Linked DNA regions of Rattus norvegicus: all the other regions are linked to region 2. A link is a contact called in public Hi-C data. All regions are on one chromosome and are shown on one strand. The core of a region is the stretch at or near the end of the contact, and the rest is flanking DNA. Distances in the headings are between cores, read along the strand shown. Region 1 holds the start of Cdc73 (cell division cycle 73). Region 2 holds the start of Rgs2 (regulator of G-protein signaling 2). Region 3 holds the start of Uchl5 (ubiquitin C-terminal hydrolase L5).

What was found. A called contact is a pair of places that touch in the nucleus more often than the background predicts.
Region 1: a contact with region 2 is called in a Hi-C map of liver, with 4 times the contacts expected there. The contact joins the promoter of Cdc73 here to the promoter of Rgs2 in region 2. A contact is called at or near these places in 2 of 12 Hi-C or Micro-C datasets (liver and psoas muscle).
Region 3: a contact with region 2 is called in a Hi-C map of liver, with 4 times the contacts expected there. The contact joins the promoter of Uchl5 here to the promoter of Rgs2 in region 2. A contact is called at or near these places in 3 of 12 Hi-C or Micro-C datasets (frontal cortex, liver and mammary epithelial cells).

What each region holds. Positions count from the first base shown.
Region 1 is chr13:57,998,722-58,002,057 of GRCr8, forward strand. It overlaps Cdc73 (cell division cycle 73), which reads right to left and starts at 1,257. Exons shown (of 17, transcript NM_001024769.1): 1 at 993-1,257. The coding sequence starts at 1,123. All of the region lies in intron 1 of LOC108352545 (a long non-coding RNA gene), which reads left to right.
Region 2 is chr13:58,351,215-58,354,727 of GRCr8, forward strand. Rgs2 (regulator of G-protein signaling 2) reads right to left here and starts at 1,452. Exons shown (of 5, transcript NM_053453.2): 1 at 1,343-1,452; 2 at 212-313; 3 at 41-102. The coding sequence starts at 1,452.
Region 3 is chr13:58,069,217-58,072,473 of GRCr8, forward strand. Uchl5 (ubiquitin C-terminal hydrolase L5) reads left to right here and starts at 1,860. Exons shown (of 11, transcript NM_001393849.1): 1 at 1,860-2,034. The coding sequence starts at 1,959. It overlaps Ro60 (Ro60, Y RNA binding protein), which reads right to left and starts at 1,612. Exons shown (of 9, transcript NM_001107183.1): 1 at 1,487-1,612.

The DNA of each region.
Region 1 (3,336 bases), core at 7-2,506, 350 kb before region 2:
TATCTGAAACAGTAAAACATGGGAAACTCAAAATGTCACTTAATCAACATTTCAAAAAGGAACTCAGTAAGTCCAAAGAAATCTTAACATTTTCTCGTTTTTAATTGATCATTCATAAAGTCATGAGTACCAAAAGTCTGACTCATGATTCTAATTATCAAAGAGAAGCATCAATGGCAGTATCATGATTAAAGGGGACCCAAAGGATTATCTTTGATTATTAACTTGATACTCTGTGATTTCCTCAACGACTTAAGTTCATGGCATCCACGAATCAACCTTCCCAAACGCTTCGTTTTTCTTTGAAAGCGCTTTTTGAAAAGCACATAGGATCAATTTCTCAGACCCGTATGTAAAACTCACTGCATTTCACCAATAACTTTCTCCCCAACAAAGTCTTGCTTTCCTCTCCAATACTGATGTTTGCAGACTTCCAAACTCTCCCATCTTTCCTAAACTGTAAGGAGTACTTGTCTATTCCCTCTTTTTTAATATCAGCCTCCCCTATTATGAAAAAAAGAAAAGAAAATTACCGGGACGCTCGAAGAGCCAGAGGAGACAGTTGCAACACATGGCAGCCTCTGGGAGATTACAAAAAACAACTAAGAACAAAAAGCGACTCGGTGGACGCCAGATGCTGGGATCGATGTCTGCTTCTATACCTCCGTTCAGGTAGACGTGCAGCAGCCCTACACAGCGCGGACAACCTGTACATACTGAACACCGACTGGCAAGTCGGAAACTCCCATGGTACCTTTCCCCTTGGCTTCTCCAACACAGAAAAGACTTGACCGCTCTAGAATCCGCTCCACTTCTTCCCTCCTCACCCTAAAAGTACAACTTCTGCTCCAGAGAATAACTTTTTCCCAGAGCACCCATATTTTCCTCTCATCCCCGAGGGACTCCGGAGGAGGAGGGCTTAAGGGAAGAGGTCGCCCGGGGGCGCCCGACGCTGCCCGGCCACCACTAGGCCAAAGCCATGCCGCACTTACCCCCAAACTACATAGTTGGTCTTCACATTCTTGGGCCAGGAGAACTCCCCGAAGATCACTTCATCCCCCTTGACCACAATCTCCTTCTTCTGGATGTTGTACTGTCGCAGGACGCTGAGCACGTCCGCCATCTTCGCCCCCCTCGCTGCTACAGCCGCCGCCGCCGCGGGCCCCGGGCACCGCCGTCGCCGCCGCGCCCGCCGCCTCCTTTCCCCGTCGCCTCGCCCTCTTCCCCCGCCGCCGCCGCCGCGAACCAACAGCCACCACACTAACAGCCGTCCGCGTCTACGACAGCAGCACGGGCAGAAGCCACCCAGGCCGCCAAGGACCCCGCGCTATATAAGGCAAGGCCCCGCCGCGGGCTGCCCGCGGAGAACGCCTGACTGACCCACGCTCCGCCAGGGCCGCGGGCCGCCGCCAGGGGGCGCCGCGGCCGCCCGAGCAGACGCGCCTCCCAGACGCCCGCGGGGCACGCCGCCGACTCTGGGAAACCGGGAGCCAGCCTGGGCGCTCCCGGGGTGCTGAGCCTTAGCGGAATCGCGCCCGGCGCGGGTTCCGAGGCGAGCGACAGGTGCGCGCGCACCTGCTGGGCGCTTCCGCACTTTCGATCCCAGAGCGCGCACTGGGTGATTTACTTTCCCTGCGCCAGGCTTCGCTTCCCTGTGTTGAAGGCTTCCCCCTCTTTCTGCCTTCATCTGAGCCGCACTCAGCGAAATAGGTCCCCGTGGGCAGGATAAGCTACTAGGGAAAGCTTGAACTTTGGAATGTGGACGTTTTCAAGTTAAGGCTAGGTTTTCATTAGGAGTAGATTTGCAAAGAGGAAAAGAAGAGTTAGGTGAAGAACAATTCTGGAACCGTTTGTTAGTCGCTGGTCTCCTAACATCGATTGATTGGTGAACGGAGTAAAATTAATATGAGAATAAGTTGAAAGCATCCTAACGCGTCGACGAAATACAATTCATTGTTGACCACCCCCTCCCCCACGCCGCCTCTTTCCTTGGAAACAACTTTTTTCCATCCCGGCAACGGCAGCTTCTCCCGGGTAACCGCCCCCCGCCCCAAAAAAAGCCTCAAATGATTCCAGGTTGTGAGTGGAAGAAATACTAAACATCAAACCTCAAAAGGTTTACCGGTGACTTTATGTTAGGGGAACCTAGAATTCTGATACTTTACATGGCCTGTGTAACTTAAACATACACTTCAAGCCTAATATTTCTTTTTCACTCTTGGTGAGAAGGAGGCACACTTTGTTACTTATAAAACCAAATACTTTGATCTATTGGGTTTTGGGGGGGGGGGCATGAACTTTTGTTATGTGTGGCAAAGAGTTCTCCGGGTATGGATGTATGAGGTTAAAAGAATGTCTGCCTCACAAACGGTTTTCTCCCTTCAATGTGTCTCTGAACCTCACGGCAAATGCGGCTTATAAAGAACTGACTTTGCTCGACTGTCCCTTTCACATCTGGACTTATACCTATATATCACAGTACCCAGTATTTCCTTGTCCCCTTTATTTGCTTGCCTACCTCCTAGGAAATGAAACGACTGTATGACATGTAGTACATCTTGGTCGTCTGCACTGTACTTGATACAGTAACAACACCTAGAAAATATTGAGTTAGTAAGTGAAAAGATAAAGTCTCCTAGTAAAGTTTGAGGTAATAAGTGCATTATAGGTTTCAAGACGAGTTAAGAAAGTCAACAATAGTTTTTATGAATTTTATTTTATATACAAATCATTTCCAACCAATTTCTCTTTTTGATTAATTTATGTCTTTAAGGTTAATGACCCCTAGACTCAATGTTGTAAGACAAATGTTATTGTTTATAAGTTAAAGCACTGAAATTTTTACATCATTTTTGTTATATAAATTCCCTTAAATTGACCTCTAATATTAGTTAAGTCAAGAAGGACAAAGTCTAATAAAAGATAGTAGCCGTGGAACTGAAAACTTGGGAAAGCAACTAAAAAAATTATATTCAAAATAGTTTTATCCTGGGTATAAGCTTAACACTTCATAGTGACACATACATTGGTAGTAGCCAGCAGCTCTCTAACTGGACTTAAGACCTACTCAACAAGAGGGAAACCATGCCTGTTACAGAAGACCTAGCTAACTCCCCATGCTAGTAAACTCATGGATCATGAAGGAGAACCTACAACCACCATTTTACTAAACCTGCATACTCTGACTGCATTCTAAATATTTATCCTTGAGCCCACAAATTAGTGTAATTCTCACCGCTCTTCAAAAACTTTTTTCTCTTTGCAACAAATAAAGACTATCACAGGAAACCACAACTGATCAAATGCAGCTGATCCCTAATGAACACATCTACAACA
Region 2 (3,513 bases), core at 202-2,701:
GAGATACCGGCAAGAGATCACATTCAAGAGGTTAACTTACATTTGCTGGCCAGCAGTTCATCAAATGCTTCTGCCCAGAGCAGCGCTTCCTCAGGAGAAGGCCTGCAAGAGAAGTTCCACACATGAGCTTCACCACACATGACAGCTCCCCTTTCCTGTCCACTGGTTTGACCAGATACTCATCTCTGTAACTACAGGATTTGAAACTCACTTGATAAAAGTTTGCTGTTTGCTTTTCTTGCCAGTTTTGGGCTTCCCAGGAGTAGAGGAGTTTTGCAAGAAATAGCTCAAACGGGTCTTCCAATCTTTTAAGCTGGAAGAAAAAAGAAAGAAAGAAAATATACTTCAAGTAGCAATTCTTGAATGGTAAAATTATCATCAGTTGCAGTAGCTACAGACAAAGCAGACAATGAGTCTCATTCCCTTAGCATTTAAACCCAGCACCTCCTGGCTTTTCTCCATTAGTCTGACTATAATGAGCTTCACAAGCAGGATAGAACTAGGTAAGACCTAAGGCAGTTTACATTTTCACCAGCTATTTCTGACCTAATAAACAGATAGAGGTTTTTCTGTGTGGTTGACTACAACTTGCTGACATTTTGTGATTGAGAACAGCTGCTGTTTTTTCCCTTTCTGCACCGGAGGCAGGAGGGTCTGGACTATGCCAGAGACAATGCATAGGGGTGTGTGTGTGTGTGTGTGTGTGTGTGTGTGTGTGTGTGTGTGTGTGTGTTGGAGGGTCTGGACTATGCCAGAGACAATGCATAGGTGTGTGTGTGTGTGTGTGTGTGTGTTGGATTCCCTAGCTCCCTTCTCAGGCCGCCCACAGTGCTTCTCTGCAGCAGATACTGCAGAGCGAATTACTCATTCCATAGTCGTGACTGGGTGAGACCTACTTTATGATTTAAAAACGGATCGCATACATTGAGAATCAATTCAAACATCCCCACCCAGCAGCTATGCAAGCAGCTCAGAACTAACAATGCAACGACTAGGCGCCGGTGGACTTCATTCCGCTGCAGGAGTCTGATGCTACATTAAATGCAGAACAAAAAAAAAAAAAAAAAAAAAAAAAGCCAACCAGCGCCTTCTCAGCCCATCTACCGCCACCTTCTTCGACCATTTCCTACAGTTCTTAAACTCTCTGAGCTCACATAGAAAAAGCACATACCACCAGATCTAGCAAGCTAACTTTTTCTCTCCCCCACAAGCCCCCAACTCTCCCACACTTTCTTTGCAGAGGCGCAGTCTAGAGTATTCCTAGCCGAGATCGAGAGAAGGTCGGTCCCTAGCAGCAAAGCCAGGCAGGGTAGGAACTCTTAGGAAGAGAGGGCATACTCACAGTGTCCGCTTCATTTTCTCCCGCTTCTCCTCGACCTTGGGGCCGTTGCCTGCGCTCTTGTCCATGGGTACGCAGTCGTGCTGGACAGCCAGGAACATGGCACTTTGCATTCTCAGACACCCGCGGCCACCGCAGCTGTTTGCCGCCCGGAGCGCGGCGCGAGCTTTTAAGGCGGGCGGCGGCGCAGGGGCGGGACTTGGAGGCGTCGGCCACACCTCTAGAGGGCGCGGATTGGCCCACTGCAGACGGCACGAGGGCGGGGTCACGCGGGCCTGCGGCAGTCACGGCAGCCGCCGAAGGGTCTGGAAGTGAGGGCGCTGTTGACGTAGGCGCCGCATCCTCGTGCGCACACAGGGTGGGAGGTGGCGGGCGGGGACAGAGAGCGATCGCTGTTAGGCAGCTCAGGCGGCCACAGCCGTGAAGGGTCCTGAATTTGTGGCTTTTTCTTGAGTGAAGACCGTAGTGTGTGTGTGTGCGCGCGCGCGCGCGTGTGGTTTGTGGTGTGTGCCCCCCACCTTTGCAACTTGTCTTTTGTTCATCCGGACACCTATAAACTGAAGCCGGGATGGGGAGAGTCCTGCTGACTGCACTCGGCCACTCCACCTGTTTTGGAGAAGGAAATCAACAACAAGAGAACCCTGAAACACAGGCTACTGAACTAGGTGCTGTGACTCTGTAGCTCTCTGAGGCACCTTGGATTTCCTTAAGGGAATACAGGCTGCTCAGGGAGGAAGCAGGAGAAAGTGTTTCTTAAAACCTGGTGTTTTAAATGGTTCTGCAGTCTTGATCTTTAAATGCATGGTTGCAGCAGGCTGTGACGTTGCAAGGTCGTTCCCCAGGAGACCCGATGGGCATCTCCCTGATGGGCATCTCCCTCCGGGCATAGCATAGATCTGAGTGATAAGTGAGAAATACAAAGGGAAACCCAAGATTCCCAGTTCGGCTGCACCCGGATCATTTGTAGTTTCAGGGTGTAAGGAATCAGGATTTCCTCATGAGTCATTCTCAGTTGAACAGGCTTAGGATTTACCAGATGTTCAATTGCTTAAATTAAGGTTGGGGGCTAGAGCTAGATGTGAGAGCCCGTAGGTGTAATCTGTTTGGACAAGCTTCATTTGCGATATCCTCAGAATCAGGTCTTTGCTCCTGCAGGGTTTAATATGCCCTGATTTGTAAGAACCAATACGTGACTTCAACTACAAACTGATTCAGCTTCCTATGTTACCAGAATGATGCGGTGCAATACCTAAGTGGTTTTCCCATAAAGTCTCAACAGATAGACTAACAAAAAGGTACAGCTTAGGCTCCAGTTATTCTGTTTCATACTAGACCCACTAAAAGGAAAATGAAGACCCTCAAACTGGGATCCAAGCAACACATTGTTACAAGCTGTGCATGGTTGAGCTCCAGGTTTGAGTCAGAAACTAAAGTCTGCAGTCGCTAATGAAGAAAATTGCTACAGCCTTTATTATAGAAGGAATATCATTTTGATTTTAGTAACAAATACTTGAAAGCACGCTTATGAATGGCTAAGATGGGATTTTTAATAAGCCCAACAGAACTGCACTGTTCCTACATTTGTTTCAATGTCTGACGATTTAATACATATTTATTAAGCATGCAAAATGGAAACAGTGTTGCTGTTTAAAAATATGTGTAATGTGTGGGCATATTTGATTTTTTCCAATAATACAAACCAGGAATATATTTTTCACTTAACAAACCTGGGCATTAAAATCATCAACATTTATGTTTCTGTGTAGCTCAGATGACCCTTGACACTTGTGGCTGTCGGCAGGTGTAATCAGAGCCAGTGTTTAGCCAGTAGTTGCTAAGTGGCTATTGGGGCAGTCAGTCACTTTCCCCCTGCCTGATCCCTAGCTCTCAAGACTAATAACATCAGTAGGATTTTTTTTTTAACCAGTCTTAAAAGATACTATGCAAATCCTGCATTTAAGACATTTTGTAATGTCAACAAAATGCATTAATTTGCACATATAAATGGGGCTTTTCAAGCCAGCTTTTCAGTATAAAAAAATCTCAAGGAGTAACTCAAAATTAATTAGGCTCTAGATGTGTAAATTCTATTAACTATCAAGATAACACAGGTTTGTTGTGACAAGCTTGTGATAAGTCACTGTCTATATAATAAACGAGTAAGGACAATAAAC
Region 3 (3,257 bases), core at 610-3,109, 280 kb before region 2:
AAGTCCCGAGACAAGATGCCCATTAACTAACAGTAGCTCCATTTCTTCTTTCTTCAACTGCCAGTGTCCCCTTTCTCAAAAGCCTTACTCCAGTCCTGTGGTTTAGAAGGCTGGGCAGTGAGGCAAATCAAAGCCTGGTTTTCTGGTAATCTAGTCCTATGTAATCAAGTGCTGTAAATCTAAGTCAAAAACAATAAAGTAGCTCTTCTTTGAACTATCCTGACCTCTTTAAACATAACGGTTTCATGAATTTATACCATTTGAAGTTTTCCTACAATCTCCATAAGTTAAAACTTTGGGAGACCTTAACTGTTAAAACCATGACAATATTTTGAGCATTTTCTACTTGTTCTTAGGTGTAAGGTCAGCCAGTGATGTGTTGTTGTATATGCTGTCCACTCTCTTAATGTAGAATGTAAAAAAGGTAGTAAAACACTGGTGTAATAACACTTCTGCTTCAAATTCTACCAGACTACAATTTACACTACTAATAGAAAGATTCCTGTATTTGCCTTCATTTTACACAAATATTAAGCCAATATTTCTGAACCATGTCATTTGGAAAGGCTAACTTTTTTTACTCTGAGAAGTCAAGCAAATCTTTATAAACGGAAGCCAAGGCTTATTTACAGTTAAAAAGTTCTACTACTTTACAAAAACCAGAACCACAGGTTCAAATGGATATACCATACACAAAGCTAATGAAAATAACTGCAGTAGTGCGATGTAATGAAAAGTATTGAGGAACTGCAATGAAAATTACTGTAGCAAGATGTCACCATGGTACGATGCCCTGAGCAGTAATTTTCTCTGTGGAAGCCAAACGACTTCCTTGGAACATACTTTTAAGAAATGATGAATAAAACCACCTCCAAAGAATGATAAGTATCAATTGCAAATAGCTAATTTTTTTGTTTTAATTCATCAGAACCATTTCACTTGTTTTTAAAGTAATGCACTATCAAGAGGGCGGGGGTGGGGTGGGGTGGCGGGGGATGGTGCGCATTTCTCTGGAAGGCACTGCATCCCGAAACATGAGTCTCTCATCCCTTGGGCTTTTACGAGAAATCTTTCTCCCCTTCTTGTTTATTATTTCTTTAAGATAATTTCGCTTTCGGCCATCCCACAAAGCTTCTTCCCAAACCCGTCTCCGAGACAACGCCTCTATGCCAAAGCCGCCGGAGGAGGGAGAGAAAGAGTGAAAAGGGGCCTTGGCACGCCCGAGCTCAGCAAGCGACAGAGTTGACCTGAGTTCCCCAAGACTCCACCCTCCCGAGCAACTAGGCCAGGTTCGAAATGTTTGGATGCGAAATCGGTCCTGCTCCTCGGCGGGCGCGGGAGCAAAGAGGCGGCGAAGGCTTTGCCCGGCCTCTGACGCTGGGATGCCGGTGGGAGAGTGCGCACCCGCCAGACCTCGAATGCCCAGAATCGCTGGGACTGCACAAAAGCCGGTTCCCCGCCCCGCAGCAGGCCTGCAGTGACCCACCTGTGCCTGGTAGGCGATGCTCAGGACCCGCGGCGCCTAGAAACCCTGCGTAGCACCGGGAATAGGCGGCGGCCCGAAACGGAGAGGACAGCTCCAGGTTCGGGTCGGAGCGAGCCCCGCCCCGCCCCGAGCCCCGCCCCTTCCAGCGCTCCGCCCCAGCTCCCGGGTGCCAAGGGTCCCGGATGTGCCTCCCTCCGGCACTCCGAGGCCCCGCCCCTTCTCCGGCCCGGCGGAGGGCGCTGCGGATCCTGACAGGCTGAAGAGGAGTTTCGACGTCTCCTGGGTGGCTAGAGCGTCCTTCAGTGCTCCGTCGCGCGGCAGGTGACGGCGCCCGGAGGCTGTCGGGAAGTAGGCGGGGTGACGTGGGGTTGACGCTCCGCGGCGGGTTTTGCTGAGGTCTGCGGCCGGTGGCAGCTTGAGCTGCGGGCTTCGGAGAGCGCGAGGTGGAGCGGGGCGGTGTGTGGTCGGGGCCATGTCGAGCAATGCCGGGGAGTGGTGTCTCATGGAAAGCGACCCCGGGGTCTTCACCGAGCTCATTAAAGGATTCGGTGAGCACCAGGGGGACCGTCCTGGGCCGGGGGTTCCGGGAGGAGGCCCACGTTGGGACAGGTGGTCACCTGCCGCCACCGACGTCCGGCGTCGGAGAAGTGACTTCAGGGACTGGAGTCGGCGTGTGTGGAAAGTAGGGCTTCGGCCGCGTCCTCGGCCCGGGGCAGCCGCGTCTCCGCAGTGATCTTGGGAGCCACACCACGAGGGCAAGGAGCCCCTCTGCCCTGTGCACTGCTGTATTCTCCGGACTTGGGACTCGGATACTTGAATTGACTCGAGCGTCTTCCTTCCCTGTCTCCCTCCCTCATCATCTCCTACGCGCTTATCTTGTCCTTTCCACTGCCCCTTCCCTGCGGAGCCTCCCTGTCTCCAGTGTGGTCAGGTGCATCGCTCAGGCCGTCGGTCCTGCGGAGCAGCCGGTCTAGTGTGTTTCCCAGGGTGGTGTCTGAGGCTCCAGCCGCCCCGAAACTCGAGATCCTAGTTTCCCAAGGCACAACTTACACCTTTCGTTTGTGGGCACCTCTTCCGGACCTCCACAGATAACCGTCTACGCGGGCCTGCGCGCTACTTACCGCAGTTCTTTTGCTCCCTCCTTTTTGACTTCCTGAGAAGTTGAGTTTTCTTGAGGTAGTGCTCCTGCTCAGAGGCCACATGCTTACCTCAGGATTTCTCTCTGACTTTTATTTCCTTCCGTACTAGAACAACCAATAGGACAGTTTATCCTTCCTTGTGTTCCCAACTTTTTGTGGGAGTTTTTTTTTTTTCTTCATTTCCATTTTAATTTTTCCTCAGATAATTGTTTTCGTAACCGTTTTGTTAAAGCTTGTACCCAAAATATAGCAAACGTTAATGTAGATTTTGTGTATTGTACATAGCTGACTATTTCGAGTATTACGTAGCATATGTTCAAGTGTACTTAGGGCATAAAGTTACGGAATTGGAAATTTTAATGTGAATAATCAGACTGTTGGTCTGAAGAACTGAGAGTCAAACTATAATAATATGTTCTTAGTTTAAGAGTATACATAAAGTGTTTTAATCATATAGATCACAGAGGAGCTGGGCAAAAGGAAGTGTGGTTACCTGAAGGTTGCTTATGGAGCAGCTAGCAAAGTAACTAAAATACGGTGTAATGAACAGGCAGGCAGTGTATAGATCTTAGGTAAAAAGGTAAAGTCATGCCAAATTATATACCATATTGTATAGATGGGATTGCCCGTCG